Regions from separate parts of the Zea mays genome. Here regions 2 and 3 are each linked to region 1. Evidence: chromatin contacts called from public Hi-C data. All regions are on one chromosome and are shown on one strand. Each heading gives the region's core, a stretch centred on a gene start, on an enhancer-like site or on the middle of the called end of the contact. The rest is flanking DNA. Distances are from core to core; before and after follow the strand shown.

Region 1 (3,040 bases), core at 131-2,630:
GGCAGTTATTTTACTTATGCAAATTAGGCACGGCAGATTCACAGGAGAATACGTGTGGTCCGCTTGGAGACCACGACTGAGAACAAACGGTTTGTTGGGCTTATCATTCCAAATTCTGCAGTGGAGTCTGTACTCGAAGGTCAGTTGTAGCGTTACCTTTTTCAAAGAAGAATTCCCATCTGCTGCTTGCACTTTTATCTGCACTCCTAACAACCGGTGTTGAATTTGCATGCATGGCTAGAAAATAATGTCAGCAGACTATAGATGCTACTAGCTGTTGCTCCCTCCAGTCACAAATTAGTGTCATTGTATGAAAAACAGAGTAAATAACCCACCCTCTTTAGTATTGAGTCTCGGCGTCTGGGGCAGGCGGCCTAACCCTAGTGCCACCACCCCTCTCATCACTCCACTCCACCTCACTGCTGCTGGAAGCAGTTGGGGTCTCATTCGCTGGTGGAAAGTGCAATGGTGTACGGCAGGCAAGTCCTGTATGGATGTTGTTTGTGCCGGCGACATTGGTGGTCTAGCACTGCACCGGGCGTCCGCATGAGTCAAAACACCCAAAGTTTATTTATAATTTTGCTTTCTGAGGTTATGATGACATCCAGGTTATAATGAGATTCCCTTTTTGGGTGAGCTCAGTTTCACGCAATTTTGTGTAACATAACAGTTGATGTGTTCGGAGAATTATGATCCCCCCCCCCCCCTAATGTTGCTTACTCGCACGCGTTTGTTGTGCCATGGCAGGTTTGCAATGGGTCCAAGATATTGACGAATGATTTGGCAAGAAGCTACTCCTTTGGCAGTCCTTCCTTTGCTTTGGACCAAATCTTTGTCGCTGAGGCAACTTGTGCATTTCGCTTGTGAAACGGTTGTGGTTGTACGCAGTCAGGAAAAGTATACGACAACGGCTGGGCCACTTTTGTGTTATATATATGAAAGTTACGTAAACGTTTATATCAGACCGGGGTGCTGTTGTAAGTTAGCCTGTTGTTGGAGGCTACATGCCTAAATGCTGCACGATGTAGTGGTGTGGAGATGTGGTGGCTGTGGCTCTTATGGGCCTGTGTTGTTTCCCTGACAAGGGTGGCTCATATGGCTGGCCTGAGACCGATTGGGTTGGGGTTTGTTTTCTATAAACAAAACGAGGTTGAGGATTGGTCATTGTTTGGTAGGCTGTACAAACGAATCTGGTTACCGTGCATCAGCTCATGGGTAGAGTTACCCGTTTCTTCTTCCTGGCACCTGCCGCCTTGCTTTACATGGTAGAGACAATGGGCCTGACAAGACCTATCTCATCCAAGCAATCAAACAGCTCCTATACCATGTTTGGCATCTCCGAGGGAGGGCTGAGGCTGTACTGTCGTGCTGGATTAAGCAACAGAAGTTGGAGCCAAATAAAGCAGAGTCTGCTATCTAGCAGGCTGTGGTGGGCACAGTCTGACGCACTTGCAGCCACCTTTCCTTAAAATAAAGGTGTCGTCTCCAACATTTTTTTTTGCCACGTTCGTTTTTGGATTAAACCCAGTTGCTCCAACTGATACAACTACAATTTGTAGAAATAGTAGAAACTGTTTTGATTAAAGTTACCTGGTAGGACTGAAGGAAACAGATGACGTCTAATAGGGGTGAATTAGGACTTCTAAAACTTTCTCTAAACTAAGCCACAGATAAATCACTAGAGCAAAACCTATGTAAATAATCAAACTAGAATGTGCAAACTAGGTTTTGTCTAAGTGTTGTTATCTCTATCGTAATGGCTAAGTTTTAATCCTAAACAATATAAGTGTAAAGACGAGATTGTAACTTAAATGTTTAATATAAATGTGGACGCTAAATAGCAAGTTAGAGATGTAAACTCTTTTGGATGATGTTGGTATTTTTACTGAGGTACCTAGAACCACGCAAGGTACTGACTAATTCTCGTTGGTGCCCCTATGCAAAGGGAAGCCCATGTGAGGGACAAGCACCACGGTCGAATAACTCCGTAAAGAGTCGCGGGTCTTCTCCACGCGCAAGTGGTGCTCCGCTTTCGGCTCCTCTTGGACGCTCCCCGCTGTCTCCACTGTCGAGCTTTTGGCCGAAAACTTCGCGAGCCTCGTTTCCTCCGGTACACGGTGGCGGTCGTGACACAAACTCGGTTATCATGGTCTCGCAAGACTCACGCCCCACTCGGTACAATTACAACGGCTCACGCAAGAGACGAGGGGTTATGTGGTTTTTCTAAATTCACTCAACTAACTAGAATTTACCTAAAGCAAGCGCTAAAGCGGTCTAACTAATCTAAGCACTTCGCAAAGCACATACGCTAATCACCGAGTGATTCTATTAAGCACTTGGGTGTATGAGCACTTGGAAAATTTTATACTATGCCTTGGTATGTTGCTTGGGCTCCCACACCTTGAAATGGCCAGTTGGGGTGGTATTTATGGACCCTAACACAAAACTAGCCGTTGGAGAAAAGTTGCTGCTCTCTGCGGCACACCGGACAGTCCGGTGGGGTAATCGGACAGTCCGTTGCCCCTGTCCGGTGCGCCTAGCTATTGGACTGACACCGCAGGTGACCGTTGGCGTTGCGGGCTTTTACACCGGACAGTCCGGTGGCTTTTTCCACCAGTGCCACCTGGAACTAGCCATTAGGCTACTGTTCCCTGGTGCACCGGACAGTCCGGCGTGTGGCACCGGACAGTCCGGTGCTCTCAGTCGGATAGTCCGTCAGTGGCAACACTTGTCTTCGTTTCTTGGACTTGCTTGATACTTGTTGATCTTCACTTGTGATCTTCATAATGTCTTCTTTTGAGGTGTTTCTTTCCTCATTGCCTTAGTCCAAGTAACCTTAGCATTGTGTGAACTACAAGCATAAACACTAGCAAACGCATTAGTCCATAGGTTGTGTTAATCATCAAACACCAAAACCTATTGAGCCAAATGGCCCAGGGTTCAATTTTCCTTACAAGGACGATGCCTACGTAACTATAAAGACTCTCCAACAATTTATATATTCTATCTCTGATTACATCTGTTATTTTAAACTTCACTC
Region 2 (3,255 bases), core at 67-2,566, 130 kb after region 1:
AATTTATTCCTCTTAAATGCTATGTCATGTCCTCTAAAATACCAATGTGACACACAATTAAATATGTATGAAACTACAATAAAACTACTATTGAGAATAGCCTAATGGGCTCTAGATTCTACACTATAAATTTTAAGGATCGAATCAGATTAGGATCGGGTTCTATTACTATTTATTTTTGAACTAAAAATAATTAAGAGCCCTAACTTATTGTGAAGAAATATTTGGATCGTGATTCGTTACGACCCCTAAATAACATGTAGGTCTGATCAACATTCTGCCAATAATGTTGGATTTTCTAATCATCTACTCATCTTTTATCATCATGCCTAAAGTCTAGGAGTCTTATAATGTGTTTGGTTTGGCGTTTGATTTTGGCTTTTGCCCACTAAAAGGCAAAAGTCAAACCAAAGGGTTGGATTTAGCAAGCAGCTTTTTGTAAAACCGACTTTCTTACATTGTAAAAATGAAAGCACCTTTGAACATACTTTTGGCGGCTTATGGATAGAACCGTGAAAATAAATATAGAATAACTTTTAGTAGATTTTAGTGGTTTTCACCAAACGATCTTTAGTTTTTTAACAGCTCACATTCCACAACAGCTTTTTCCACAGCTCACAGTCCACAACAGCTTTTTTCAAGCCACAATCCAACCAAACACCTCATATTTTAAACTCTACTCTCCAAACAGTATAGTCTACATTATAAAAACAGAGTTTTACACGATCATAATCTTATGACCTAAGGCCCTTTTGGAATCTTTAAACTAATAGATTCTAAACACCTCTAGCTAATTGTTAGCCAACTCATATCTAATAATTATTTTATTATCTGGCTCAACCTAACTAACAATTTATTAGCTAGCTAATTATTAGCTCTAGAGTTTTCATTAGAGACCGAGACTTTTCATTATAGGATATTTCTTTTCTCCATTGCAGCAATAAGCAACATATACGGATATAAGTATCTTATAGTGGTATATAATAAATAAAATATGCTGCGTTACCTACACTTCAGTCAAGAGATATGAATAATAAAAGATTATGTCTTCGTGAAATTAATATGAAAATATTTTTTATTTGACGCGTAAAGTTACTGATTTTCCCCCTAAAATATAAACCTTTTTCATCCTAAATATAAATTTGGTTCTTTTCTTGGTCGTACAAATTTATATTTATTGTCAAATACGGAGTAGAAAATATTTATATTTTAAAAGTAAAAAATCAAGAGTTCAGCCAAATAAGAAATTATAGTATGCTCGCGGCGGCCCAAAGTGCCCATCCCGTTAACCACAAGGATCTCCGAATGAGATGGGATAAAAAAATGGCGAAATGAAATTCACGGTACCAGGGTCAACCGAGCACGGACGCGTAAAGCCAACAAGGGGGGACCGGGGGAGCACGAGGAAACCGAGGAGACTGACCCAACCCGTGCTTGCGGCGGCGCTGCGCTGGTGCCGGCCACGGCCATGATCGGCGGCGGGCGGGCAGCGGATAGCCACCCGGCGTCCTGCTCGTCCTCGTCCTCGTCTTCCTCCTCGCCGTCAGGCCCGTCGACGGGGGGCTCCCGCCTTCACCGCAGCAAGAGGCGTCCCGACATCCTCAACATGCTCATGGTAACTAAAAGAAGCTTGTCTCTGTTATTCCTTTTGCGTCTCCGGCGCCGGCAAGCCCGGCTTGGCTTGCTGCTCCAGTCCAGCCGTTGTGAGGCGACGACCTTTAACGTGCCTGCTGTTACTGTGCGTTCTTGCTGTTAATTTTGGAAAGTAGCTTTTTTCCCTAAAACGATTTAGGATAGCAGCTTTCAAAATCGTGGTGGGGCAATTTATCAGCGGGTTCCGAGCGACCGGTGCGTCCAGTAAACGGTGCAACTTTGGATTTGGACGGGGATCAATGGTAACCTGGTGTCCGGCGATCGATGAGTCCCGTGGAAGAGGAAGATGAAGAGGGTTAGATAGTTGATGCAAGTGGGATTTTTGCCCAGATGGGCAAGATGCATGTCTAGAATTTCCTGCATATGATGTTTGAAGGATATTTAGTGTCGATCACCCAGGCCAAGGAGTGCTGAAGTTAGTTTTGTATTAGTTCCAGTCCTAACTTTCTGCTACCCAGCAGCGGTTCTGAAATGGAAGCTGGAATATAGCCCTTTTAGTGCTATGCATAGATATATGACACCTCACTGAGTATCATAATGGTAAGGGCCTTTGCGGATTTCATTAATTTATGATAGGACAATTGGATTGTGACGAGTGCCACTGTTGGGGACTTGTTCTCAAATGCTAAGAATTAAGAACAAGGCAACACAAAAAATGTTAAGTGTTAAGGTCCTTCGTCCTCCATAACGATATATCCCTTCGGGATATAAAGCATCTCGGACGAAGGTTACGAAGGACATACCTTCGTAAGCATAACAACGAAGAATGAAGCATTCACATAAATCATAGAATATGAAATAGACATTTAAATATTGTCATAGAATTAACTCTACTTGTACTAATGAATATAAATGACTTTGAATTACAAATGTACCTTCGGTCCTGCGGAAGGCAAAAGTACAAGCGTGATGCGGAAGCAAATGACAAGTTCACGTGAACAGTACAGAGGTACTGTTCATCTATTTATAGGCACAGGTCGCAGCCTGTGACAAATTACAATTATGCCCCTTGCGAAAGTTTACAGCATTGACTCAGACCTATATGTATAAAAAGGTCATTCTATCTCTATGTCGGTTTAAAACGCCGAAGCTCCATGAAAAGGGACCTTCGGCCATCTCTTGGAGATGACTTCAGCCGAAGCTGCTTCTTCGTGTGAGACCTTCGGCGCACCGAAGCACGACCCCAACAGTAGCCCCTTTCGCGGTGCTAGATCGTTCTTCGTAACGAGCTTGACCCGTGAAAAAAGCCTCTTCAGCTTCGGGAAGCCGAAGGTCCAAAAAACACCTTCCCTGAGCTCGTTGCGGAGAAACGATCCGACTTCCGAGCGTGTGTCGGTCCCACCTTGCAGAGTTACTGTTTGATCCTTGCGGTCCACTGCGCAGCGGGTATGAATTACTGCGCGCCTGGTGTAACAGTTCCACCGCTTCGCCTTCCTACCTGCAGCACTATATAAACAGACAGGTAGTTGTGAAGTTACCACAGCATTCATTGCTATTTGCACTGTTTTGCTGCCGAAATTTTCTATCATAGCCGAAGCTTAAGTCCCAAAATCGAACGAAGGTGCTTCTCAACGTCCGCTTCGTCAGAAAGAAGAGCTTCGG
Region 3 (2,818 bases), core at 110-2,609, 210 kb after region 1:
AGGCGACTGCGCTCACCATTCCGCCTCGCAGCTTGGCACGCTGTTGCATGGTCACGATACGTGTGATGTTTTGCATACCCTTCCACCTCCTCAGACATGGTATCCGACCCGGCATCCTGCAAGTTCAGTTTAGCGCAATTGAAACAAGATCTGATGATGCTGATGACGATGATACACTGGATAGTTCAGTAATCGCATATATATATGACAGCCAAATACTTGAATTTAGAAGGATTCATTCAATCCTCAAAAAGATTGCCGTCATCAAAATACATGAAGCATCATTCCAAAGCAGAGAACCAGTGTGAGACTTACTGTCGTTGCTGCAATCTGTGTTGGAAGGTCACCCGGCAGCGATGCCAACCGAGTGGCTTTTGGCCTGATTAGCTCAGTCTCCTGTGGGAAGGTGATTGTTGGGGAACAAGTGGCGTTGAAGTCGTGCAGAAACTTTGGGAAGGGCCAGAAGCTGGAGAAAGGCCTGGAGGCAACAGGCTTCAGAACAGCAACCTTCTCATGAGGTTGCATCTTCCCTGAACCTGAAAACAGGGGACAATTCATGAATTTGTAACCATAGCAGTAGCTCATTTGCTTGTTTGTAGGGGGAGAAATAGAGACATAGAGAGAGAGAACGAACGCACCAGGGATTTATGGAACTTAAGAGAGTAGTAGACCAATACTTCGTATACAAACTGAACTGTTTTCTAGTGAAAATTACAAACTCCCACAATAAACCAAACAAATCATAGTAATCCGGGGAAGGGCATTCACATAGCCAATGAACTGAGCAAGTAAAGAGAGTAATGGAAGAACGGGAGGGTTCACATAGTCCTCTACTCTGTTGCAGCTGTATGTACTGGTGGAAGCAATGCAATTGCAAAGGCAACAAGCCAACAAGGATGTTGAGCAGAAGACAAAGAGGGAGGTAGTTAGGGCACGTGCATGTAAGACTGTTAGGTATGGGCACCAAGCAGGGGATGGTCAGCATTTAGTGATAGATCAGGCTCTGAACCCATCCTCCTGCTGCCCATCCTTGTTTGAGACAAACTCTGAACAACATAACAGATTTTGATGATCAAGGCATGCAGTGGAAAATTAAAATTTTTATGATAGAGCATATTGACTATATTTGGAGGTTAATAACAAAAAACATATAATAAATTATGCAAAGCTACTTTACTTGCTCGAGGACACTGAAAACCCAAGCTGAAAAAGAAAAAACAAATTTCTTATATGCAGTGACCAGAAGTTCATAGGCGGACAGCAGCACAAATGCAGTGCATACATACCCAAGGCCCAAGCACCGCAGGCCATCATAAGGAGACCTTGATAACTGGTCCTCGCATCGATTTGTTGACAGGGGCGGAGCCAGCCCTTATTTTGGGGTCAGCTGACCCCGATAATTTTTTGAATATCTAATAGAAAAACGGTGTTAATAACAAAAGTTCTATAGTAAAGATCCAGTAGATAATACTGATGACCCCGATAAATTATTTGCTAGCTTCGCTACTGTTTGTTGAGATTGACAAATCACATGTTGTAACACTATAAAAGTCATTAAATAAAAATAATACATTTAGTTATTAATAATATTTATGATAATTAATTTTCTCTTAAGTGTTCGTTATTTATTTGCCTTTGTAATGAATTTTGAATGCTCATGATTAATTTTGAATATTGAATATCATTTCTTCTTAAATGAAAATTCACATAAATAATATAATAAATATTAGCCCAAGAATTAATATTTTATTTATAAATAATTTTGGTTTAATTATTATGAATTTTATGTTTATTTGAATAGGTATTTCGAAATTAGAAAAGGAAATAGAAAAAAAAGAAAAAAACTAATCTAACCCTAGCCGGCCCACTAGGGCCCATTAGCCGCGCCCCTTGACCTAACCGGCCGCCGCCCCCTGCCTTCTTCCTCCAAGCCGCCGCCAGGACTCCCTCCCCCTATTCTCTCTCCTTTCTCTCTCTCCTCCAGGAAGCCGCCGCAGGTGCCGTGACCCGACGACCGAGCGCGCCGCCCTGCATCGACCAAGCCAGCCGCGACAGGACGCCAGCCGACCTCGACTCCATCGGCCGAGGACCCCACCCTGCGCCGCGACCTGACCGCCCAGGCAACCGGACGTCCCGTGCACCGAAGCGCAGCCCCGACCAGCCTGCGCACCCAACTGCGAAGCTCCCACGCCGCGGCCGAGCCCAGGAACCGCCACGCGACTTCCACCCCGACCGGCCAGCGACCCGCACCCTGCACTCAAGCCCGACCGAAGCCGCCACCCGCGCCGTCCGCGTGAATGGAGCCGTTTCTTTGGCGTTAATAGAGCTTTAACATGTTCGTTTCTCTCCCATTACTCTCATCCATGAAGTCCCGGCCGCCATTGATGGAGCCGCCGACCGTTCACTTCCTCCCCTCGGCGTCTCTCTCTCCCCGTCCGCTCTATAAGACCGCCGAATCCCTCCTCTCTCCTTACCCGAACGCCCTCCCTCTCTCACGCTTTCTCTCTCCCTTGCTCGCCGTTCGCCATCGCGCCGGAGCCCGTCCGTGCAGCACCCCGGCACCCGCAGCAGCGCCACGCACCTGCCGTATGAAGCCCTCCTCTGCTCTCGCCGTGCCCACTCCGTTCGTCGCTCGTCCGCCATCCGTGGAGCCTCACCGGAACTCATGCCCCACCGTCCGAACGCATTGCCGGAGTTACACCGTTCGTCGTCGACGCGACCGCGCAGCACGACGACCACACTCGTTCCCTGCCCGACCGACCACTCCCTGCTCGTCGACGTTCACCCCTGCAGATGAGCGAACCCAAGGTTCAAGACA

What was found. Hi-C and Micro-C count contacts between places; a contact is called where the count stands out from the background.
Region 2: a Hi-C map of tassel shows a contact between it and region 1, with 2.9 times the contacts expected there. The contact joins the promoter of LOC103641156 here to the enhancer-like site in region 1. A contact is called at or near these places in 3 of 25 Hi-C or Micro-C datasets (ear, endosperm and tassel).
Region 3: a Hi-C map of leaf shows a contact between it and region 1, with 5 times the contacts expected there. The contact joins the promoter of LOC103641154 here to the enhancer-like site in region 1. A contact is called at or near these places in 6 of 25 Hi-C or Micro-C datasets (ear, leaf and tassel).

What each region holds. Positions count from the first base shown.
Region 1 is chr10:66,697,786-66,700,825 of Zm-B73-REFERENCE-NAM-5.0, reverse strand. LOC103642489 (protein FORGETTER 1) reads left to right here. Exons shown (of 32, transcript XM_020545728.1): 31 at 28-139; 32 at 748-1,235. The coding sequence ends at 779. Among protein-coding and RNA genes, the nearest start is that of LOC103642489, 58 kb to the left of the region's middle. Within about 2 kb of position 1,380, at least 13 of the 20 cell types and tissues checked have an H3K27ac peak or open chromatin away from gene starts, as enhancers often do. A contact at or near this core is called in ear, leaf and tassel, where this site is marked.
Region 2 is chr10:66,562,899-66,566,153 of Zm-B73-REFERENCE-NAM-5.0, reverse strand. LOC103641156 (probable protein phosphatase 2C 44) reads left to right here and starts at 1,316. Exons shown (of 5, transcript NM_001345932.2): 1 at 1,316-1,615. The coding sequence starts at 1,469.
Region 3 is chr10:66,490,618-66,493,435 of Zm-B73-REFERENCE-NAM-5.0, reverse strand. LOC103641154 (probable WRKY transcription factor 3) reads right to left here and starts at 1,359. Exons shown (of 2, transcript XM_008664524.4): 1 at 316-1,359; 2 at 1-116. The coding sequence starts at 585.